Linked DNA regions of Zea mays: all the other regions are linked to region 2. Evidence: chromatin contacts called from public Hi-C data. All regions are on one chromosome and are shown on one strand. The core of a region is the stretch at or near the end of the contact, and the rest is flanking DNA. Distances in the headings are between cores, read along the strand shown.

What was found. A called contact is a pair of places that touch in the nucleus more often than the background predicts.
Region 1: a contact with region 2 is called in a Hi-C map of leaf mesophyll, with 4 times the contacts expected there. The contact joins the promoter of LOC107275236 here to the promoter of LOC103649650 in region 2. A contact is called at or near these places in 2 of 25 Hi-C or Micro-C datasets (bundle sheath and leaf mesophyll).
Region 3: a Hi-C map of leaf shows a contact between it and region 2, with 4 times the contacts expected there. The contact joins the promoter of LOC100193886 here to the promoter of LOC103649650 in region 2. A contact is called at or near these places in 8 of 25 Hi-C or Micro-C datasets (bundle sheath, ear, leaf and 2 more).

The regions. Positions count from the first base shown.
Region 1 is chr3:8,490,805-8,493,854 of Zm-B73-REFERENCE-NAM-5.0, reverse strand. LOC107275236 (C2H2 and C2HC zinc fingers superfamily protein) reads right to left here and starts at 1,768. Exons shown (of 11, transcript NM_001320508.1): 1 at 1,368-1,768; 2 at 1,155-1,200; 3 at 968-1,054; 4 at 828-849; 5 at 654-736; 6 at 2-34. The coding sequence starts at 1,166.
Region 2 is chr3:8,154,559-8,157,854 of Zm-B73-REFERENCE-NAM-5.0, reverse strand. It overlaps LOC103649650 (probable WRKY transcription factor 48), which reads right to left and starts at 1,468. Exons shown (of 3, transcript XM_008675381.3): 1 at 859-1,468; 2 at 530-730; 3 at 1-374. The coding sequence starts at 1,151. The coding sequence ends at 47.
Region 3 is chr3:7,881,093-7,884,407 of Zm-B73-REFERENCE-NAM-5.0, reverse strand. LOC100193886 (AGC (cAMP-dependent cGMP-dependent and protein kinase C) kinase family protein) reads right to left here and starts at 1,958. Exons shown (of 13, transcript NM_001349872.1): 1 at 1,562-1,958. The coding sequence starts at 1,764.

The sequences.
Region 1 (3,050 bases), core at 519-3,018, 340 kb before region 2:
CCTGCTGATTCAATGGTGCAATCGGGGTCACCACCTGGAAAAAAAATGAAAGGCACAGTTAATCAACTTTTCAAAACAGAAAGGTGTTCATTCTGTAAAAGCAAGTTGTTCACAATAAAGGACTGAATGAAGTCAGAGACAATCGCGAAAGGGCCTCTAGCCAAGTTGGTTAGGTGGTTTGAGTAACACTCCTCAGGTCCTAGATTCGACTCCTTGTGGGAGCGAATTTCAGGTTGTGGTTAAAATCTCTTCGCCCGTCCCACATCAAAGCACAGGTCTAAGGCCCGATCGCGGTCGTTTCTCACATGGGCTACGGTGCAGCTGTGTATGGGTGGGGCAGGGGTTCAAGGGTTTTCTCGACCTGCGTGAGAAGGTCTTCTTAATATAATGTCTAGGGTTGTCTTACCCCTGCATATCGAAGTCACTAAGTCAGAGACAATCATGTCCATTAGCAACATATCTGCCTTGTACACACTACACAGTTTTCCAACTCATTTAACAGTAACAAAAGAATCCACAAAAATACTGATGAAACTAGAGAAAAGAAAATGAGGGAAGAACTAATTGATGAAGTATCTCTTACAGCACGAAGAATTGAAGTAACATAGAAAAGGCATGGTAAATGCACAAAGTGTAGTAAGATATTTACAAACCTGAGTCTTGCCAAGACGAGAATCAAGATCAACTTCATAGTCCCTGTGTTTCAAAGGCTGTCTTTGCACAGGAGGACCCCTTTCTGCACTCATAATTGAAAGGAATCAAGTTTCATAGAGTGCCAGAAACTGGTATCGATACAGATTTATTGAGCTAAAAGTTAGACCACGTACCCTTGCCTTTCCGAGCTTCATCCTGGATCAGTGAAAGACAAATGCAGACTGAAGTAAGCAATACATAGAGGCAAAGAGAAGTATGGTCGTAGTTTTGTTCGGTCTTGACAAAATTTAAAAGGAATAAGACCCACTATTACCTTCTCCCTCTGCTCCCTCTGTCGAGCTCTCTCCAAGTACTCTTCCTTGTCAAATTTCCTCCTAGAAGTGTTGTCGACGCCGACTGGCTGCACACAGAATACAAGAGATCAGATGGAATGCACCACGGACCTCCGCACATCAAGAGAGATTCCCCGCTTGGTCCAAGTCGAAGCAGGAGGGACTCACATTTCCAGACATCTTCCTCACTCCTCAGCTCAACGTAAACCACCGCCTAAATAGACATCCGAATCAGGGGACGACAATTTTTTTATTAGAAAAAAAAAAATCTAAGTTAGTAGGCATAACAGGTGTAATTAGATCAGATCCGAATACAAATGGTTTACAATAGGGTTTGGCAGCTCGGTTTCGAACAGCAGGGAAGGTGGCCGTTGGGCATACCTGGTGGGCACTTGTCGCCGCTGAAGGGCCGGCCGGCAAAGGGAAGAAGGGGAGAAAGGTTACACAAACACGTGCTCGCCTTCGGACCTTCCCGACGATCTCGCTAGGGCTCCGCGATGGCGACACCGCGTTCCCGAGCCCCTGCGTCGACGCACTCCTCGACTAGTGGACTCGGGGCGTTTCGTCGCAGGTGTCGGGTAGCGCCGCGAGAGCGCGCTCTGCCGGTCGTCGCCTCGGGGACGCGGGGCGGGCGCCGAGCGATGCGTGAGCCGTCGCCGGCGGAGGGTGCGTGCGCACGGATTGAATTCGGGTCAAGAAGGTGTTCTACCTTCTACTGCTGCGGCGCAAGTGTGGGGCGCTGAAGTGGCGAAATAACGGGCTCTGCCGCTGAACGGTTAGTGGGCTGGCCCATCAGAGTACAGGCGCAGGCTCAGCTGGGGAGGAAACAAAGGGACACGAAATGTTTAAGATCTTTTTTATTTTAAATTTGATTTATGCCGAAATATTTGTGTGGATCGAAAAGGTTAGTATAAAACTATACTGCTGCTGCCAATTGAAGTGGCCAGAAGTATCCGTCGATTGATCTGGCAGTAACATGAGTTGCCGCATTTGAATTGGCGGAGTTTTCTTTATATGCAAGCTTGTTTAAAAAAAATCATAACATTTATATATATATGAGCTCGCATGAAAATAACATTTCACTAGTTATGTGTCTGTGCGTTGCAATAGAACACAAAGTATTTTACAAAATGTTTGTGCACAACAATTACATGACAACTATATATATATATATGGAAGAGGTAATGGAAGCCCTGGGTTCCGTTAGTGGGCGAAGCCCTAGTCAGGACGCCGATCGGTCACGTTCGGCCTACTGTACGCCAGCTTGCGTCAGCCATGCATAGGATAGCCACGTATCCCGGCTGAGACGCGACATGCGATATACACACGCATAAATATATGTAGAAACGTGCATAACTCATGCATAAATAGAATCTTTTATGCCACGAATCACGGGAACGAATATTTCTATGTGCTTACCGGTTACGACTGCATAACGTTGTGTAACATGATAGCGTAAACCATGCAACATTTAAATCTCCACAGGTTTGAGATAAGGAAAGACGTGTTCTTCGTTCGCGTAAATAAAGGCGCAGTTACGGGAGGAAACAAATACAAATTTACAGTCGCTCGTCCACGTTCGTATCTGAGATATTGGCGGCGGTTAGCGGCGGCGGAAGTGAGAGGACCGGCCGGCGATTAGCGGCGAGAAAATGTCCAGCACCAGCGCTGGCGATGACATGCCACATGTATCGTCTGTGCATAAGCCAATAGGTACGTCTATTTCAATGGACATGCATCCTGTAGCGTCTGCGATCGCCGGTTACACAGAGGGTGTCTCCGTTACTCCCCCGGCGGCATTGAGGGCACCTGGACATATCGATGAGCACACAAAAACGGCAGACGTGGTCGGCGCAGAGAAGCACATCCCCATGAGACATATTGGGCCACATGAACAGGACACACCTCATATTCTTCAAAGCCATGTAAGTTCTCCCAAATATGATACTCTTATTTTCTTACATACTTCTTTGTAATGTTGTACCTATATTACGTTAGATTTAGTCGCTATTGAATCGTAAATGTTAAATTTCTGTGCGCAGCCGGACAATATTGATATAAGAT
Region 2 (3,296 bases), core at 219-2,718:
ACGTGATCCGTACGTGCGTCTAATAACTGATCGATGATGGATCGGATCAGTACGACGACTCCGACGAGTGAGCAGCCGCCGCCGCGGCGTGCAGCTGCGCCTCCCACGCGTCACAGGCGGCGCTCCAGCTGGGCGCTGCAGCCAGGGGCGCCGGCGCCGAGGCCGAGCGTGGAGGCGAGAAGGGCGTTACGGTTGCGGTTGCGGTTGCGCCGCGCGGAGGCGGTGGTTGGCACAGGTAGGAGGCGGCGCCCGGGCCCAGCGCGGCGTGGTTGTGGACGCCGTCGTAGGTGGTGACGACGTAGCGCGGGTCGTCGCTGTCCCGCTCCACGCGCTTCTTAACGCCGCAGCCCTCCGCCGAGCACCGGTAGTAGTTCCTGCACACGCACGGCCGGCGCCGCGCGGCGGCGATCAGCACCACGTCATGCATGCTTATGGGCGTGGCGTGACCATGGAATGGGGGAACTTGAAGTGACGAAGCGATCGTCGTCGGCGCCTAGCTAGTGTTGGAGTATTGTATTCTGATTTGTACCTCGGGTTGGGGCTGCTCTTGACCGTCTTTTTGCCGTACTTGCGCCACTTGAAGCCATCGTCCAGCACGTCCACCTCCGACCGCGTCCGGAACCCAATCCGTGACGACGACGGCGGCCGGCCGCCGCCGTTCCCACCGGTGCCATATGGTGGTCCGCTCATCGGCCTCCTCCCGTCGCCGTCGCCGTCGACGCCATAGCTCCTGAATCCGATGATCCAACCACGCAACTGATCGGATGAGCATAGCACACTACCCACGCAACGTGTGACGGCGGCAGCGCACATTTGCACGCAGATATCGACGACACCTATCCACGTACGGGAACTTACAGCAGGCTCATGCCATTGCCGACGGCGGCGGCGGCGTCTGAAGAACTGTTGGCGAACACCGGCGCCGAGCAGTCGTAGCCGCCGCAGGCGGGAGCGGGAGCGCCCACCATCTCCTGGCCGTCGAATCCGAACTGGAAGTAGTCATCGGCCATGGTGGCGGCGGCGGGCGGCGGGAGGTCCGCCACGAGGAGGTCGGGTGGTGGTAGTGGTGGGAAGTACGAGGAGGCGGGCGCGGACGGCGGGTGGTAGGCGGCGTAGCTCGTCTCGTGGGCGAGTCCTAGCGAGGCCGCCATGTAGTAGAGTACTAGAGTAGACGCACGCGCACGGCACACGGCAGGACACCGGCCGGCCGGCCACTGTGGAGCTATAGCGAGCGAGCGAGCTGAGCTGAGCTGCTGCCGTTGCGTTGCGTGTGACGGGACAGGCGACCCCGTGTCAAGCTCGCCAATTTATACTACCTAGCTAGTGCCCGAACGGCGCTGGCAACATCGTCGTCGTCTGTGGACGTACTGCTGTGCTAAGCTAGCTAGGTGATGATGAGGCGATCGAAGAGAGAGAGAGAGAGAGAGAGAGAGAGAGAGAGAGAGAGAGAGAGCTCAAGCATCTGGAAGCAAACAAACGAGCGAGCAGGCTTGTGAGCTTCTTCACACACAGCGGCCGCGCACGCAGAAGGTTCGTTCGACGATTCGCAGATATGGGTCTGCAGTCTGCACGTGTCGAATGGCGTGACCGGCTTTTGGAGTTTTCGACGGGACGAGCTAACCCTGCGCTGCTGCCAAGTCAATAGAAGCTACGAGCCGCCGCCGAGACCGCCGCCGGCCGTTGGTTCCGGCCGGGCGCGCGCGCGGTGACCTGACCGCGCACTGACTGGCCAGCATGCATGTACGACTGCATTCCGTGGCCATCCAAACAAACTCCAACCGATGATGAAGGCCTGGAACCGAGTCTGATCATCCGGACGGTCGCCGTCGTCGTTGTCATCTTGAGGTCCAAAATAGCGTCCGCTGGATATTTTCCTGATGGGTCGATCGAGCGCATTACTGGCACTTTGGGCACGGTACGTAGTATAGTACGGTGCATGCACCTGGACCTGGGCTGGCCGGCTGGAGCCAAGCGTACATACACCTGTCAGAGCTTTACCGGCCGGCCGCCTCTAATCCATTATTGCAATGACGACGACGACCATGCACCGGTGTCGACGACGAAGCTGGTCTCACTTTCTCCGGCCGGCCATCGAGCTAGGTAGCCACACGAGCCATCGGCGGCCGGTTCCGCGCCGGCGCCGCCGGTGCAGCAGCACAAATAAAGAGCCAGAAAATTAAAAGTAACCGTGCCGACGTCGTCCGGGGTGATTCGCGTTGCACGATAAAACAGCTAGCGTGTACTACTGGATCTGGATCTGCAATAGTAAAATTCTGCGCGTGGTAGGCCACGGCCGACAGCGACGTGTTCCGCGCGCACGTAGAAATGCGTCTATTGTTTACCCGTTTACCTTTTACATATTCGCCCTTAATTACCAATGGATCGATCATCGATGTCTAATAAAAGTACAATGCCGTGACCTTACGGATGACATATAATTACATAAAAATAAACAATATATATATATATATATATATATATATATATATATATATATATATATATATATATATTATTGATCTTAATATTTTATAAATTATTTGTCACACCAAATTATTATTGATCAGTATTTGTCCTTGAGATGGCGACTACGTCCCTGAAATGCAACGCATGTTTCCGTTCCGTTCAGTTCCATCCACTTGCATTGGTATATCTTCTAGCTTCTAGCTAGCTAGTAGGGGGAGTAAGAGATCGCCGGTGGACAATAAGAAATACGTATACTAGACGACAGAGAGACGTAGCCACCTTTTCCATGTACCGATGTACGTGGTGCGTATATGGCGAAATGCAGGCGAACCGGCGAGGTAGCTGGCGGAGAGACGACGACGACGTCGCCATCGAGCCGTCGAGGCACATGCAACGAGCATCGTTAGCCAACCAGCCACCGCTCAAGCGAGGGCCGGGGCTGGGGGCAAGCATTTGCATTGGTCATTGTTAACCCATCCCATCCCACACGCAGGAACTGGGAAAGAAAGAGAGAACAAAGAAACAAAATGCACGTGCGTTTATTAGTTCGTTGCTGGACCTATCGGGTCGAGTAGTGTGTACGGGGATAGGAGACCCCGAGCTCCGAGCACGCAACGATCTCGTAGTCGACGTACACACACTCTGGACAGAGACAGCTACTAGCTTTGGGTCATTTTAAGTTTTGATCCGGCAAGCGGCAAGCTTGGCCTCGTCTGTCTAGTCTTGACGAGTTGGATGGCTAGCTCGTGTGGTAACAAGGACCGGTACGGCAGCGGCACAGGTTTACTGTGTCATTTACCTGTAACTTTACTACATTACTATAATGTTTG
Region 3 (3,315 bases), core at 709-3,208, 270 kb after region 2:
AAATTGAAATGTCAAAGGATAACGCCAGCAAATAACAATATCACGCTCAAGCAGCATAGATAGTAGGTCATAAATCAAATGGTATGCTTAGTATAATAAAATATCAATGTATGAAAAGTGTGTGCCCATGATACATACTCCTCTGTCTCAGAAAACTTGATGTTTTAGCTCATGGACAAAAGATTTTGACCATATCAGCTTGAGATTGCACTTGCAGTCTGCACATGCCTCCATGCATTTCTTTAATGAAGGGCTTATTCATTAATTATCATGGCTCACCTTCAGCAAATAGGGGTACATGGGTAATTTCTGTTGAGCACTAATCTGTCCCTCTCCCTCTTCTTTAATATATTATCGCGCAGTTCTCCTGCGCTTTCAAGAAAAAAAAACTAATCTGTCCTAAAAGTCTTAACCCATCAAATTTTTTGAGGCAGAGGTAGTATGTAGAAAATAATTCTACTTCATTACATATCCATTTAATGTTCAGGAATGTATTTATACAGCTGGCATCTGATGCACTGTTTCCTTGTCAACGAAAAGGGACGCAGGGATCAACTGTTCCCCTAGTCCCCTAGGTAAAAAAGGAACGGTAAGCCAAAGCTGGAAATGTTGTGATGTACATTAACGAGTGATTGACATAAGATAACTGCTAGCATGATTAATAGAACAAGTACGTTTTGAAGTGTATGCATCATTATCCAGTGCCTATTAATGGAAAAGACAATGAGAAATGAGAATGCCTAGATAGTCCACTCTCAGTTCACAAGCAACAGGAAACATATTCCAGTTATACCAAAACTATCGGTCCGATTGTGATTTGAAACCAACACAAACAACTCCGACTACACACTATCAAACAAACAAATGTGGGACAACAAAAGGAGCACGTCCGACAAACTTTTGCGCCACTTTAACACCAATAGGTCAAAGGCAACCGCAGTACTGCTGATTGTTTTTCGCTCAGTTGTTCTCTAACAAGCTTCTCCACAACATTACTCCAAGCACCCTTGCGCAGTGGGTCAAACAGCGGGGAACACTAGAAGCTCAGCGTAACAGCTGTTGGCGCAAAAAAAAACTACTACACGCAAGCAATTTGAACTAATTTTGCCCAATGCATTTAGCATACACTAAGCATCCAGAAACAACCAGTGCAACCAGCTCTACTGTCCTCCCCGTGCTGGAAGCCTGGAACTATCGATCATCCCCAAACTATGTGACGCCGAGCTCGGACCTCAAATTGCAGACAGAGGTGTCAATTCCCGAATCTATAACGTTGCACTACACCACAGGCTACTCTAGAACTTGTGAAATCATGGCCACCAGGCTACAAGTACAGAAGCAAAAGCAGCCAAAAGCTGGCGCCCAAAATTGGCAGCCCGGATGGGCAAGCTCCAGCGGCGCGAGCTCGGACGACTCCCTCCCACGGCCAACCCCAGCTCAGACCCCTTCGATCGAGCTCGCACGCGCGAGATCTAGCGCAGCCGCGCGCGAGCAGTAGCTAGGATTTGCGGCCAGCCGCGGGCGTGCGGAGAGATCGGATCAGCAGGGCCGGTACGGGTACCTCTCCTTGCGCTCTTGGATGTTCTTCATCTGCGAGCGGTAGTGGCTCTCGATGAACTTCTTCGCGGCGGCGACGCGCTCCATGGTGAGGGTGGACCCCACTGCCTCGGCGGCCGCCTCCCCCTCCCCTTCCTCCGCCACCGCCGCGAGCGGCTCGGCGGCGGGGATCGCCGCGGCGGGCGCGTCCGCCATCTCGCGCTCCATCCCCCACACCGCCTACGCCGCTGGCAGTCCCTGTCTAGCTGTCCCTCTGTGCCCTCGGTGCAGCGGCTGTCACCTGTGTACTCTCTCTCCTTTTTCCCCTCGGTGTCTGGGCCTCTCTATTTGGTGGGGCCGCGGGGAAGGGGGGCGATGATGTGCTTGTCGCAGCGCGCACGCGGACCGCTTATATACAGCGCGGGGGATCGCGTTAAGACTTGGGCTTCTTTTGATGGTGGCGTGAAAAAACTACCTGTTCCAGACAACTAGTTTGGAAAACTCATTTTTCAAAAGATTTTTATTTTTCTAAAAGAAATTATTTTATTTTCCGTGGAAAAATAAAAACCTCACAGGAGTAGGATTTTGATAGCCTGGGATCAAGGTTATTTGCCTAGCAGGTCCTAAGTCTCCAACCAAACATGCCTCTTGTTTGCCCATGTGGACTGTATATAATTGGAAAAAAAATCATAAAATGGCACCTTCGTTTCCATGTGGAGTAAAGTGGATTGTGGTATTGAGATGAATTTTGAGTTGTTGTAGATTTAAACCGACTCAATATCATTCGATCCACGTGGATTCATATCAAAACGAACAAGTCTGTAAGATTTGATTTGATTGGAATTTAAACTCAATCAATCACACTCAATCCCATGGATTAAGAGATAAATGAACAAACCCTAAATCGGAATTTCCGTGGGAGGTTATGGGGGGAAATGGAATGAGGGGAGAGCTAGCTAAGACCCTTTTTGTTTTAGCTTTTTTCAGCTTCCAGTCACCAGAAGTTGTTGTAGGCTGCCAAATGTCCAGCTTATCAGTCTGCTTCTATAAGAATTACTTAAGTTAAAACCGTCCAAAATCAACGTAAACACATAATCGACCGAGTCGTTGTGATACTAGGAAATCATCACTTTCTCCTAAATCTTACGGGCTCTTTTTATCTTTCTCCACACGTAATCACCACAATAATTAGATTCTCTTTACGGACAGATTATCCCCACAACTAGATTCTCGAAAAAAAACTTTTCATAAAAAAACTGAACCAAACAGACTCAAATATCTGGTCCTAGAGCAACTCTCTTGACATGATCACACCGCCAGACATGACAGAGAGATCGTTCACCGGCTCGACGCAAGCAGAGACATGACTAAAGTTGTGCTACACACTTGCCCATCTATCTCCCACACTCGTTCGCAGACCGACCTAGACTATGTAGCAAGGGCTTTCTATTCTCTTTCCCCTTCAACAATATAGCGGCTACAATTTTTCTCTAGCGCCCGCACCGCTTCCCTTACGACATCTTCTACCTCGTCGGCGTCGTCTCTTTCCCCTAAATCAAGGAGATGCTACGGCGCTGCGTTCCCTTTCTGCTCTCCCGTTCGCGCATGCTTGGTTAATCGAATGTTGCTGCTTGCGTCATCGTCCTCACTGGCCGCTCATCTCCAACATCTTTCCAACTCGTCTCGCCATCGCTTCGCCTCCTCTTCGATCCCCACACCTACGGGCGATCTTGGGTTTTCCACCGTCTCTGATGACTCTCGACCGATCCAAGTCCTCTG